2 separate regions of the Sus scrofa genome follow, and region 1 is linked to region 2. A link is a contact called in public HiChIP or PLAC-seq data. All regions are on one chromosome and are shown on one strand. The core of a region is the stretch at or near the end of the contact, and the rest is flanking DNA. Distances in the headings are between cores, read along the strand shown.

Region 1 (6,902 bases), core at 1,955-4,454, 160 kb before region 2:
CTTCTCTGTCTGGCTTATTTCACTGAGCATAAACGTCCTTCAGTTTCACCCATGTTGTTGCACATGGCAGGATTGCCTTTTTCATGGCTGAATAATTTTCCTATGTGTGTGTGTGTGTCTCACAATAAATGATTTTGATGTGTTAAATTTTTTAGTGTGGTCATAGTCAAGGCTGCTCAGAGCACGTGCTTTTGTCAGAAAGAACTGGATTCAAAAGTCTCAACTGTGGCCCACGACCTATGCGACCTTGGGCAGGTGTTTTCGTTTCTATAAGCCTAGCATCCTCATTTATACATAAGAATTATAATGACATTATGAAAATTAAATGGGAGAAAGCATGGGAAGGTCTTACTTGGCAACGAACCTGGTGCCTGGCATGTGGCAAGCCCTTTTTAAGTGTTTTTCAGGAAGCAGTCTGTCCCGTGCCTGGGAACAGAGACACATATAGGACGTGGTGGCTGCCTCTGTGAGGTGTTCAGCGTAGTGAAAAGGTCATTTCAGGGACGAAACACTTGTGTGCACAAGGTTAGGGAGCACAAAAGGAACATTTTGAAGTGGCGGACTTTTATTTTAAAGCATAGGTGGTAGTGGTTTATTTATTTCAATTAATAAACTGCCATCATCTACACTTGGAAACTGACTAGAACGTAGAGTGAGTAACTCTGTGACCTGCCCCTAGAGGGCAGCAGAGGTGAGGAAGTCAGTGACACCAAGTAAATGCTTCAAACCTGAAGACTCAAGTCGCTGTGACCTTGTCTGTGTGTGTCATCCTGGGCAGGGACCAGCACATCGTGCATCGGGGAGGTGAGGCCCCAGTCTTTGCTGGGAGCCGGATCTGCTCAGCGAGGTGCAGGGACCCGTGGTGCCAGACAGGCCCCAAGACAGAGGCTCCCGTGTTTGTGTCCTACCCGTTGTCCCCAGTCACAGCCCCATTTAGGAAATGCTGACTTAAAATTAAAAAAAAAAAGAGGAAAAAGATATTCCCAGTTTCTCAGTTGTCCAGTTCTGAACCCGGTATTTACTCATTGGCTCATATAGTTTTTAAAAAAATGAACTAAGGTCACGGCGCAACCCCATTTCGAGCAGCAGCACTTGACCCATGATGCATCACTAGCACCTTTTGGCTTTAGGTGTGTGAGACCCCCTGGTGGGGAAGGGATGGCCCAGGACACGCAGCCTCTCAGGGGGATCTCATCCTCCTAGGTGAGGGAGAGCAGTCAGGGAGCAGAATCGGAATACTGCCGTTCTGCTCTTCAGTTCATGGAGTGCGAAAATGCCAGTATTAATATCATTTCTAAAGTGTTTAGCATCTGGAGTTACCGTTGTGGTGCAGCGGAAACTGACTAGGAACCATGAGGTTTGATCCCTGGCCTCGCTTAGCCAATTAAGGATCCGGCGTTGCCATGAGCTGTGGTGTGGGTCACAGACACACCTCGGATCCTGCGTGGCTGTGGCTGTGGTGTAGGCTGGCAGCTGTAGCTCCGATTCAACCCCTAGCCTGGGAGCTTCCACATGCCACAGGTACAGCCCTGAAAAAAAAAAAGCAAATTAAAAAAAAAAAATTAGCATCTACAAAATAGAAATCAGTGAAATGAAATTCTTATATTTCAAATCAAAGCCCCATAGACTTGTCAAAAAAAATTATAGACCTAAAAATAGACTTTGAAACAGGTCTGCTGCGTCTTTTTCTGAACACCCTTGCCTTCTTCACCTTCCCAGAGCCGGCGCCGCAGTCCTCCCCTGGGGCCGGAGTCTCCTGGACCCCCATCCTCTGGCCTTGGCTCTGGTTCCCAGCTGGGTTTCTTTCCAGCCGACTTCGTCATCCGGTGACCCTACCTCCTCTTCCCTCTCTCCTTCTCCAGAGCAGAGATCAGCCTGCCTCCCAGAGCGCCCTCTTTCAGGGGTGGGGTCGGGGTCCGGCAGGGGGTGATGGGAGGACTACGAGCTGCAGAAGGGGAGCGGTAAAGGGGTCGGGGGGGCTGGTGGTGGGCGTTGCAAGGAGAGGGGGCTCGGAGGGAGTTGCAGAACTGGGGAGAGCCGAGAAATACAGTCTGAAATCACTGTATTGCACCAATCAAATCACCAGTATTTAAGGCTGCTAGGTCCACGGGGGGTTGGTTCCTTGAGCCCGGACCCGCATGCAGAATTCTCCACACTCAAGTCTCTCATCCGCAGTGGTGTCGCATTTGCATACAACCTGCCTGCATCCTTTCATATACTTTAAGGGTCTCTTGATTACTTATCATGCCTAATGCAGTGTAAATGCTATGGACATCGTTGCCCGTGTGTGGCAGATTCAAGTGTTGCTCTCTGGAAGTTTCTGGAAGTCCCCCCCCACCCGGTATTTTCCATCTGAGGTTGATGACTCTGCAGATGTGGACCCTGTGGGTCAGGAGGGCCCACTGTACACTGGGACGTTGTAATTAATGCCCGCAGCTGTTTGTACCGCCACTGTTGTCACATCTCCCATAATCATTCTTACATTGGAAGCATTCAAAGCTTTATCTTGCTGTACAAACCAACACACGTTATAAAGGTCTTTGATTTGCCTTGAGGGTAGGCAAATGATGCTTAGAATAAAATCTCTGCTGAGAAGATTCGAAAATTCTGGATATTGGCACCAGTCTTAAACACGCTTTCCCAGGACACGCGTACCTTCTGTAGGGACCTAGGGCAGAAGCCAGGGTGCTGTGGTGGGGTGTTGTGTGTGTGCGTGTGTGTTTATTCTAGTGATTTCAGTTCCAGAATTCTAGTAATTGGGGAAGTGGGCCTGAGAATGAGTCCAGTCAGCTTGGGTTTTAGGTGCAGGAGTTCATGCCTCGTCTCCCTGCACTGGAATCCTCTCTCCAGTTGGCGTTTCTCAGTCCAGGGCAATGGTCCAAGATCCCTGACGGAGCCTGTTTCTAAAGGATAAAGGGTGGATTTTAATTCAAATTGCTCTAAAATGATGCCATGGAAATAGTCACAAACCCAAAAGGAGGTAGGTATACACTTGCTCTCCATAGAGCTTTTAAACATTATAAACCCAAACCAAGTTTACACATTAAATACGAACAAAAGTCCAAAATCAGCAAAACACCAGTTAGCCTCACTGATTTGGCCTGAAACCAGACCGCATTTGCGCTGCCGTCAGGACTGCCTGCAGCCAGGCCTGGGGACTTGAGCCCCGAGGCTGCGCGCCCTGGGGTGACTCAGCTCGCTTTTGTCCTTTGAGCTGCTGTTAAACTTCATTCAAGCAGTGAGCCAGGGCTGCTCCAGCCTTTTCCTGGGCGCAAATGCATCACTTACAAAGAAGTCTGCTTTCCCTCTTCGCTTATTACCCTTGGACAGTTCAGTATAACGCAGCACCAGTGCAGTCATTAAAATAAATGCAGGAGTTCCCCTCGTGGCTCAGTGGTTAACAAACCCAACTAGAATCCATGAGGAAACGGGTTTGATCCCTGGCCTTGCTCAGTGGGTTAAGGATCCAGCGTTGCTGTGGCTGTGGTGTAGGCCGGCAGCTACAGCTCTGATTCAACTCCTAGCCTGGGAACCTCCATATGCTGTGGGTGCAGCCCTGAAAAGAAAAAAAAGACACACACACAAAAAATGCAAATTATATGCAACACACCATCAGAAGGAAGCCATTCAGAATGTATTTTTATTTTGTTTAGAATACCATAAAAAAAAAAACCCACAGAAATTAAAAAACAAATGCATGGAGGGAGTTCCTGTTGTGGCTCAGCAATAATGAACCTGACTAGTATCCATGAGGATGTGGGTTCAATCCCTGGCCCTGTTCCGTGGGTCAGGGATCTGGCATTGCCATGAGCTGTGGTGTAGGTTGCAGACATGGCTCAGATCTGGCGTGGCTGCAGCTGCGGCACAGGCCAGTGGCTGTAGCTCCAATTGGACTCCTCACCTGGGAACTACCATGTGGCACAGGTGTGGCCCTAAAAAAAAAAAAAAAAAAATCGTGGCGCACTCTCACACCTCTGGGAATAAACACATCGTTTTCTGCTTGAGATATTCTGCTACGGGTCAGTGTGATCTGTACCATTGATTTTTTGTTTGTTTCTGTTAGGTTATGTAGCAGACATTATTTATTAACTTAACAAAGCCTTTCAGGAGAGAGTTCTTTTTTTCTCCTGATAAATGAAACTAACGTACCTCTTAGATACGTTTATGGTTGTGAAATGTTTTGAGTTTGGTTCTGCACCTCCACAATAAAGCAAATATGGCAATAATGCAAGTCATATGAATTTTTTTGGTTTCCCAATACCTATAAAAGTTATGTTTATACCATGCTGTAGTCTGTTAGGTGTGCAGGAGCATTATGTTTAAAAAACAAAGTACAAACCTTAATTAAAAATACTTTGTTGATAAAAAATTCTCACCATCACCTTAGCCTTCAGCAAGTCATAATCTTTTTGCAGTAGTAACACCAAGATCACTGGTCACAGACCATAACAAATGTAATAATAATGAGAAGGTTTGAAATTTGGGGAGAATTACCAAAATGTGACACAGAGACTTCTATTGGAAAAATGGCATTGATACACTTGCAAGACTCCGGATTGCCACAAAACTTTCCATTTGTAAAACAAGCAGACACACCCATGTGGTGTCTGTGAAATGCAGTAACGTGGAGTAGAATGAAGTACACCTGTCCTGTTAGTGTCCTCAAAATTTATTCAGACTTCTTCCATGAATTGATGGAATGTCTTCTGTAGGCCAAACATTGGTGTAGGTGCCTAATTAGGGACAGTTTTCTAAATACCTGGTTTCTCCCAAGAGTAACTGGGTGTGTTTGTGAAGAAGGCTAAACATCTTGACACATGAAACTTGCAGTATCCACTTTGCTCAGCAAAATTAACCTCTGAAGTCTTGGTTGTAAAGCTCCTGTTTTGGGATGAGATTTCTTAGAAATGAGAATTCTGTTAACGCTGTAAAACACGGAGTTAGTGAAATGACTTATAAAGCTCCTTTAAAATTTTTTAAAAAATCGTTTTTAGTGTTTTTCTCAGTCTGTGTCCATCAGCGTCTCTGGTGTATTCCATCCAGACTCCAGTCAGCTGTTCAAACGGTGTTAGTTCCATGGCCACATGGTCAGATAGGGTATCTGGTTTTGTTCTTTGTTTTTATTTGTAAGGGGTAAAAAGTTCCAGTTTTGCAGTCCAACTAAGAGACTTTTTATTTTTCTTTACGCAGAAAGCTAGACCATCTATAATACAGGTAAATGATCCTTTTAAAAATTTATTTATGTGTTTTTCCAGCAGCATTCTCTCTGGAACTATAATATTGCCAATAAAATGTTTTATTCTAGGATACTGTAACACTCTGTTCCTACCCTTTCATCTTTGATGCCCAAGCCAAGACCAAAATGTTACAGACTGATGCTGAACTGCAGATGCAGGTAACATATTTTAAAAATTGTTTTCTTGCGAGGTTTCTTTCATCTTACACATTCAGGTATAATTTTTCCTAGGAGAAAATAGGAGAAAGTTTATTTAGATGAAGTTCCATTGTTACTTTTAGAACTATTAGAAATGTTTTCAGCAATTTTATATTGAATATAACATGTATATGTGAATGCGCATTTACATAAACTGAGGGTTGGCAAGTGTCTCCTTTAAAAAAAATTTTATTAGAGTATAATTGATTTACAGTGTTGTGCCAATGTCTGCTCTACAGCAAAGTGACCCAGTCATACATCTATATCCATTTCTTTTCTTACATTATCTCCCATCATGTTTTTTTCCAAGAGACTGGATATAGTTCCCTGTGCTGTGCAGTTAGGACCTCATTGCTTATCCATTTTATTTTTATTTTTTTGTCTTTTTGCCTTTTCTAGGGCTGCGCCCGCGGCATGTGGAGGTTCCCAGGCTAGGGGCCGAATTGGAGCTGTAGCCGCCAGTCTACACCAGAGCCACAGCAATGCGGGCTCCGAGCCGCGTCTGCAACCTACACCACAGCTCACGGCGTTGCCGGATCGTTAACCCACTGAGCAAGGGCAGGGACCGAACCCGCAACCTCATGGTTCCTAGTCGGATTCCTTAACCACTGCGCCACCATGGGAACTCCACTTGTCCATTTAACTGTAATAGTCTGTGTCTACTAAACCCAAAATCCCAGTCCGTCCCACTCCCTCCTGCTTGGCAACTGCAAGTCTGTTCTCTGTCCATGGGTCTGTTTCTGTTTTATAGACAGGATCACTTGTGCCATATTTTAGATTCCACATAATAGTGATGTTATGGTATTTGTCTTTCTCTTTCTGACTTACTTCATCTAGTGTGAGAATCTCTAGCTGCATCCATGGCAAGTGTCTTAATAAAGGGTCGCATAGTAAATATTTGACCTCATGGACCGAACAGTCTGTGTCAAGTATTCAACTCTGTTTTAGCATGAAATTTGAATTTTATGTAATTTTCACATGTGGTGAAATATTCCTCTTTTGATTTTTTTTCCCCCTCCTTTTTAGGGCCAAATGGGTGGCATATGGAGGTTCCCAGGCTAGGGGTTGAATTGGAGCTGTAGCTGCCAGCCTATATCACAGCCACAGCAACGCCAGATCCGAGCCGCATCTGTGAGCTACACCACAGCTCACCGCAACACTGGATCCTTAACCCACTGAGCAAGGCCAGGGATCGAACCTGCAACCTCGTGGTTCCTAGTTGGATCCATTTCTGCTGCACCACAACGGGAACTCCATGATTTTTTTTAGCCATTTAAAAATACAAAAACCAAAAAAAAAAAAAAAAAAATACAAAAACGATTTTTAGCTCAAGAGCTGTACACAGACAGGCAGCAGGCTAGCCTGGGTCTGTGGACCATTGTTTGCTCACCTCTGACAGGTGATTAAATGGAGCTTGGTAACTTTTCATTGAGCAGAAACTTAAGTTATAGAGGTGTATTTAATTTAT
Region 2 (6,912 bases), core at 928-3,427:
AAAGAGAGATGCTGGGACAGCTGATTCCCCGGCATCTTCAGAGGCAGCACCGCCCCACCTACGTATTAAGTTGGCACTTCTGGTCTCCAGAACGCTGAGACGAGATGATACCTTTCTATTGTTCTAGGCTCCCCATTTGTGGCCCTTTGTTATAGCGGTGCTACGAAACTAACACATCTATTAAAACTTATTTTTTTGGAGTTCCCGCTGTGGCTCAGCAGCTTAAGAACCTGACACAGTGTCCGGGAAGATGAGGGTTGGATTCTTCGCTTGGCTCAACGGGTTAAGGATCTGGCTTTGCCGAAAGCTGTGGCATAGGTTGGTGTCACTGTGGTATAGGCCACAGCTGCAGCTCCAATTCAACCTGGAGCCTGGAACGTCCATGTGCCACAAGTGCGGCCTTAAGAAGGAAAAAAGTTTTTTTCCTCCAAACCCAGAGTGAAGAGCCTGCCTAACCAAAGCGTCTCCCTCTTACAAAAAGGCTGTGCTCTGAGAGTTCATTTGTAGAGATGCTAAGACTAGAACGGATGTCCCATCCTGACACGGGGATGTGATTTCCAGGCCTGTACTAACCTCTCATTCCAACAAACTATCCTCAATAAGCAGTTCAGACAGAGTGTCTTGAAAAACTTTGGGCCATGATCCAGAGAGAAAGACATTTTACATACTGATAAATGCACATAAGAGGGATGCACATTCCATGAAATTATTCTCACTTTGGATATTTTCCATTTTGTTCTATTTCACTTAGATAAAGTTATATAAAATACTGGTCACATTTTGCTCAGTTGGTTTTATGACCACGAATAGGTCACGAAAACACATCCTCCTTGCTTGATGCATAATTAACACTCAAGGAATACGGCTGGCTGGCTGGAGATCTATGCTCTCACAGGACAGAGAGAAAACACTCTTCCCTTCTCCGCTCCACGGGCAGGACCAGCTCTGGGCCACTGAAGTGCAGATTTTGTTGAGCCTGGATGGCAGAGAAAATGAGAGAGGAAGCGGGTCCAGGTACGCACAGCGGTGGCCGTGAGGATGTAGCCGCAGATAGATGACCGTCAGGAAGCTGATGGAGGATTCCAGGTCTCTTTTAAATATGCTTGGCCTGCTCGTGCCACAGGATGGTGTCAAGAAGACGACGCAGGGACACATGGTCTCTTTGGATTACCCCGTGACATTCTTTATCACCTGCATTGTCTGTCTTTGATTGTTTTTCCAGCCACACCTGTGGTTTATGGCTGTTCCCAGGCTTTGGGGTCAAGTCGGAGCTGCAGCTGCCAGCCTACACCAGAGCCACAGCAACACTGGATTGGAGCTGCATTTTCAACCTACACTCCAGTTTGCGGCAACGCCAGGTCCTTAACTCACCGAATAAGGCCAGGGATTGAATTCGCATCCTCATGGACACTATGCATTATTAGGTTGGGTTCTTAACCCTCTGGGCCACAGTGGGAACTCCTCAGTGTCTTTCTGATTCAAAGAATTATATACTTGGAGGGACCTTGGGAGCATCTTATTCTTTCACTCCCTCTACCCAGCTAGTTCCATCCCTGGACGCCCTTCTGATAAACACCTTTCAATCTCTAGGGAACTGGAGGAGGTGAAGGTGTGCGCCTGTCAGGCAAGGGGAACAAAGTTTCTGAGCAGGGATGGGGGGGGTGCCTTACCTTCTGTCTCTTTCGCATCTCTCACTACAGCGAGAGGGTCAGAGGGTCCATTATCACCCATGGGCTGGCACACGGCCCACAGTCTCATAGGGGATCCTGGCTGGAGATGTTTAGAAGTCACGGGGCAGAATATTCATTCCTGTTATAGTATTTCATTTGCCTTAACAGGTCAACTGTTCTTAACAAGAGTTTATCTGTCATCCCTCCACGTGGTCAATCACCAAACCGTACTGACTGCATCTCAGAAAGAGACAAGTCTCCTGAATCTGATCTTTCCACTTCCACTGTCTCGATATGTCTCTCACGGGTACAATGCTCTGTTTCCCCGCCACTTAGAGCCGTTTATCCTCAGTACTCACTCCCATCAGGTTTATTGTCCAAACCTAAAAGCCTCTCCTGCGTCCCCTCTGTCTCTGGGGTAAAACCCAGATGTCTAAACCCGGCACACAAGAGTCCTCCAGCTCAGGGCAGTGCGCCGCGGTCGGCCTCTCCCTGCACTTGCGTAACTCCGTCTGTACGTGCTGTTCCCTCGATCTTAAATGCTTCCTCCACCTCTTTCTGCCTGGTAAATACTTCATCTCTCAGCTCAGATGTCATCTGGTCTGGGACACTGAGAAGGGGCGCGCCTTTCTCCCGCCAGGCTCTGAACACTCGGTTGACAGCCACGAGCCAGTGCTTAGCACACGGCACTGGCACTGAGATTCCCGACTTCTGATGCCTGCCTCACCTCCTGGATCTGTCCCCCGCCCCCCCGCCCCCCCGTCACCTAGCAAGGTACCTAGAACATTCCGGGTGCTCAGTCAGTGGCTGTGGAATAAAATTAGCATCATCAAGACCATGCTGAGTGCTGACACTAGTGTGTGATTGCCTATTTTGACAACAGGCACGGTTTCTAATTTGCAAAGTGAATTTTGCCAGCTAGAAGCCCGCTCAGATATCCGTATGTTGATTATTTCAAGTGATCTTGTTCTCTGCTACTCAAAACTGAACGGAACTGCAAGTGTGCTATGGGGCTTCTCCCATCCTTGTTTAGAAAAGCAAAATGATTTTCTCCAAACTGCACAGTTAGAGGCGGGAGCTCTGCCATTGTGCCAGTGATAGAAACACTGTACTTTCTGCAGGGTACAGTGAACCCAGGAAAGGGTATGTCCGGGCAAGGCCTTGTTTGAATAGGGCCCCGTCACACGCTTTATCTGTTTGTTCTGGCTTGAGAGCAGGAAAAGAAAATTATTTCACTTCATTGCAAGCCCAAAGGTTTGTGTGGAGCTTAAAGAAATTCTTGGTTCAGTCACAGAACTATTTTCAAGGCAGCTGGAAGCTTTCACTTGTCTTGGGGATTCTTGCTCAGAGGTGCTGTTTATCATTATTATAGACATAGAAAGAGCACCTTAGGGAGGCAGTCATTTCGAATGTAAAATACAGCAACTTTCTTTTTTGGGGGGTTGATCTTAGCGGATTGAGAGAACATTTTTAGAAAATTAGCAAGCCAAGTTAAAATGTTTTCTAAACTTTAGTTGCTAAGACAAACAAAAAAACAAAACCCCATCAGAAATAGACTCATAGACTTTGACAACACACTTAGAGTTACCAGAGGGCACAGGTGGGGGCTGGGAGGGATGGACTGGGGGTTTGGGATTGATTGGCCTCTGCACACCGAGGTACATGTAATGATGGGCCAGCAGGGACATGCTGTGTAGCCCCCAGAACCCTTATCTGACATACTGCGATATTCTATTTAGGAAAAGCATCTGAGAAATGGACATGCATCTGCAGAGATGATCATAACAAGTAAATCAACTATACTTCGATAAAATGTAACACATATAACATGGAGACACCTGCAGAAGGGAAGAAGGAAATGGTAAACCATTTTTACCAACTTCTTTCCCTCATTACCTTCATTATAACATTCTTAATGGCTTGTTAATATCGTTTTTATTTAACAGATATATACTTTCCTAAGTCCCTAAACTCGGAATGTGGATTTCTTCAGGCAGACAAAAATGTGCAGAAAGCGATGCACCTGACCCGGTCACCTTCCCCCCAAGAAACCCTCCCTCTGCCAGAGGAGGGCTCTGCACAGAAAGATGAGGCCAGCACTTGCTTCTACACTGCCGTGACTTTACACGGGTTTTTGGGAGGATGGGCAACCACAGGGTGATGTCTGCCCACGATGGAACATGCATCACCACGTGCAGGTGCTCCCTCGGCCTTGTTGGAGGGTCCACTACTCATCGGAGCCCGTGACAGGTGCTGGAGATACACAGGCTGTTAAGACAGGGGCTCAGCCTTCCCAGAGTTCCTAGGAAACATGACATCTGATCAGAATGATGAAAACGGGGGTCCACGGCTACCATGTACTGAGCGCTGACCCTAACAAGCCCGGCTTTGGGCTAAGAGCTTCATGCACAGTATCTCAGTCAGTCCCCTGTGACGTCTTTGGAGGAAGGCATATTACTCATCAGAGGTTTCCGATAAGAAAAATACGTCTTAGGTTAAGCAACTGGTTCAAGGTCACGGGGCCAGGCAGGGTGGAGATTCAACGGCAGGTCTGTGGAAGCCAGGGCCCTTACACTCCGAAGCGTGGTGCCCAACAGGCAGGGTAGGTGAGCTTCGGGGACGTGGGTGACCCTGGGGGCATTATTAGGAGAAAGGTAACGGACAAGAGAAGAACTTGCCAGCAAAGGAAGGGGCTATGTGGAGGCAGGAGGAGATGCGTGGGGAGCGCTGTGGATTTAGTGGGGCTGCTGGGCAGGGGCCACTAGAGGAACTGAGTTGGGGGGAACACTTGCGTTTTCACCGAGTTAAGGAGTTGAAAAGTGAACGACAGTCCTACAAAACCACAACAAACACAGTTTATCAATGGTCTCCGCTGGCTGGCTCGGGCTCCTGATTTCAGGTGCAGAGGTGATGTGTACCTGGCCAGTGATGTTACATTTCTTCCCATTGTCCTTTCCCAGGCAGCAAAATCACGGATGCGTCGTCGTTCGCTTTTTCTAAATGCTTCTGAACTTTTCCTAGCACTCTGGTTCCATTCCACGTGATCCGAGAAAAGCAGTTCAGTTCTTTGTTCTTATTTCCATTCAGTTTGAGTTTTCCGATGTTTATTCTTACATTTGATGACAAGATACCATGTTTTCCTGACCCTAAACCTTGTAGGTTTTATAAAAAGTATCCTGGGTCTCTCCCCTCTCTGAGCACTATTTTTATTCTTTACTTGGATAACTTAATTTAAAAAATCGACTCCTAGGGCTTCCTATTATTATTATTATTTTTTTTATAACCCTTTTCCCCATTTTCCCCTACCAATATATCTTTTTTTTTAATGCAGGAAATAAAATCAGTTTCCACATCTGGTTTCTTGATGATCTGTGCAACGTTATAATGTAGTGTCCAGAAGAGGCAAATCCATAGAGACTGAACGTGGCTGCCTAGAGCTGCGATGCGAGCTTGAGGGTTGCTTAGATTCAGTCTGGGCTATGAGAACACGATACCACAGGTTGGGTGGCTTAAGCAATGGGAACATTTATTTCGCACAGTTGGAGGGACTGGAAGTCTGAGACCAGGGTGCCAGCATGGTCAGGTGCTGCCGAGAGGTCTCCCTGGCTTGCAGACTGCCACCTTCTTGCTGTACCTCCCACAGGGGTGGGGGTGGGTGGGGGGGAGAATGTGCTGTTCCCTTCACCGCCCTGTAAGGGCACCATCCCATCATGGGAGCTCCATGACCTCATCCAAACCTAATTACCTCCCAAAGGTCTCACCTCCAAATAGGATCACACTGGGGATGACAGCGTCAACATATGAATCACTGGGTCACATAAGTAGGTGAACTGCACGGTATGTCAATTACATCTCAGCAAAGCTATTAACAGGTGGGGGAGGGGGGTCTGAGGGTTTGAGATGGAAACGTTCTAAAATTAGGTTGTACGATATAATAAACTTCATTGAATTCTTTTTTAAAAAAGCTATTACTGAAAACATTATTTCTGGTTAAAAGGTTTTATACATTATGAACCGTTTCTTTGGCAATTCATGTTGATCGGCACATAAATATATAAGCATCACAGGAAAAAACAGGCTAAAAAGTTCTGAGAGTTTCCCGAAACGCGATGCTATGCTATTTCCAGCAGCTCTTCCCCCAAATCAGGCTCTAGGTCATTTTCTAACATTCGTCCAATGCCACGGAAAGGCATCACCTTAACTGCATTAAACATTCCGGCGTCAAGAAATGGAAAGATGGTGCCAGGGTAAGAATAACGAAACCAAAAGAAGAGCAAAACACTACTACTAGTCGTTACTTGGGAATAGCTTGGTCATTTACAAAGAACTATCATATTCTTTAATCATAAAATTTCCCCTCTAAGGTGGTATGGGAGGTATTACCATCCCATTTTAAGATGAGGAAAGTGACCTGCCCAAATCCACCTGGACAGCTGGCTTTCAGTGCCTGGAAATGTTTTTGGCAGGTGTCGCACCTTCCCATGCCTTTCCCGACTGTCCTGTGCGGACTTCCTAACGCCTCTCCTTTTTTCAATGGTTTAGACAGGACGATCTCTTTAAATTTAAGACTATCCTCACCTTAGTTCACTATCCTCTTTATTTGGAGTAATTAGCAAATATTTAAATGCCAGAGGTACTGCAACCTTCCTGTGAGAACAGGGCCACAGAGATCTTACTTGGTCTCAATGACTTGTCACTACACATACAGACCCTATTGGCGATGAAGTCTAAATTCAGACACTCAACCCTGGAAGGGTTAACCCAGCCTTGAGGTGAGGGAGCTTCTAATTCCCTCTTAGACTGTGTGTGTGGAGGGGGAAGGTGGGCAGGGCAGGGAGTGCTATCAAGGGACCAACGAGTTCTCAACCACATGGCTTTATCAATAACTTCACTGAAGGTGTCCCCACAAGCAGTAGAGGGCTCTCTAACATCACACAGAAGACTACGAGGAAGCCCGTCATTAGCTGGGCTGCTCCCTGGTTAAGTCCCCCAGCAGCCCCCTGTTAGCAATGTTTACTTGTTGGCAAAGAATATTCTAAAGGCCAGTCCTTGGAAAGACCAGGTGAATCCTGCTGATCAGAAGATACAGTGAAATTTTCCCATGTTGGTGCTAATACTTGTTAATTACCCCTGTTGCTCTAAATCTTATTAAAGAGCCACTGCAATTTGGAATTCTGGTGCATTTCACCATCACAGTGGGCTTGATGAAGAAATGAAAAAGAGGGTTAATCATTAATCTCAG

What was found. HiChIP or PLAC-seq counts read pairs in DNA pulled down with a chosen protein or histone mark.
Region 1: a contact with region 2 is called in an H3K27ac HiChIP or PLAC-seq map of skeletal muscle, with 4 times the contacts expected there. The contact joins two enhancer-like sites. A contact is called at or near these places in 2 of 47 Hi-C or Micro-C datasets (embryonic fibroblasts and skeletal muscle) and 1 of 2 datasets of contacts at active chromatin or transcription factors (skeletal muscle).

The regions. Positions count from the first base shown.
Region 1 is chr8:130,384,018-130,390,919 of Sscrofa11.1, reverse strand. HERC3 (probable E3 ubiquitin-protein ligase HERC3) reads left to right here. Exons shown (of 25, transcript XM_021100756.1): 16 at 5,191-5,214; 17 at 5,306-5,395. Among named protein-coding and RNA genes, the nearest start is that of NAP1L5, 23 kb to the right of the region's middle. Within about 2 kb of position 3,204, at least 18 of the 83 cell types and tissues checked have an H3K27ac peak or open chromatin away from gene starts, as enhancers often do. A contact at or near this core is called in skeletal muscle, where this site is marked.
Region 2 is chr8:130,225,921-130,232,832 of Sscrofa11.1, reverse strand. The region is part of intron 8 of FAM13A (protein FAM13A); the gene reads right to left. Among named protein-coding and RNA genes, the nearest start is that of NAP1L5, 140 kb to the left of the region's middle. Within about 2 kb of position 2,177, at least 23 of the 83 cell types and tissues checked have an H3K27ac peak or open chromatin away from gene starts, as enhancers often do. A contact at or near this core is called in skeletal muscle, where this site is marked.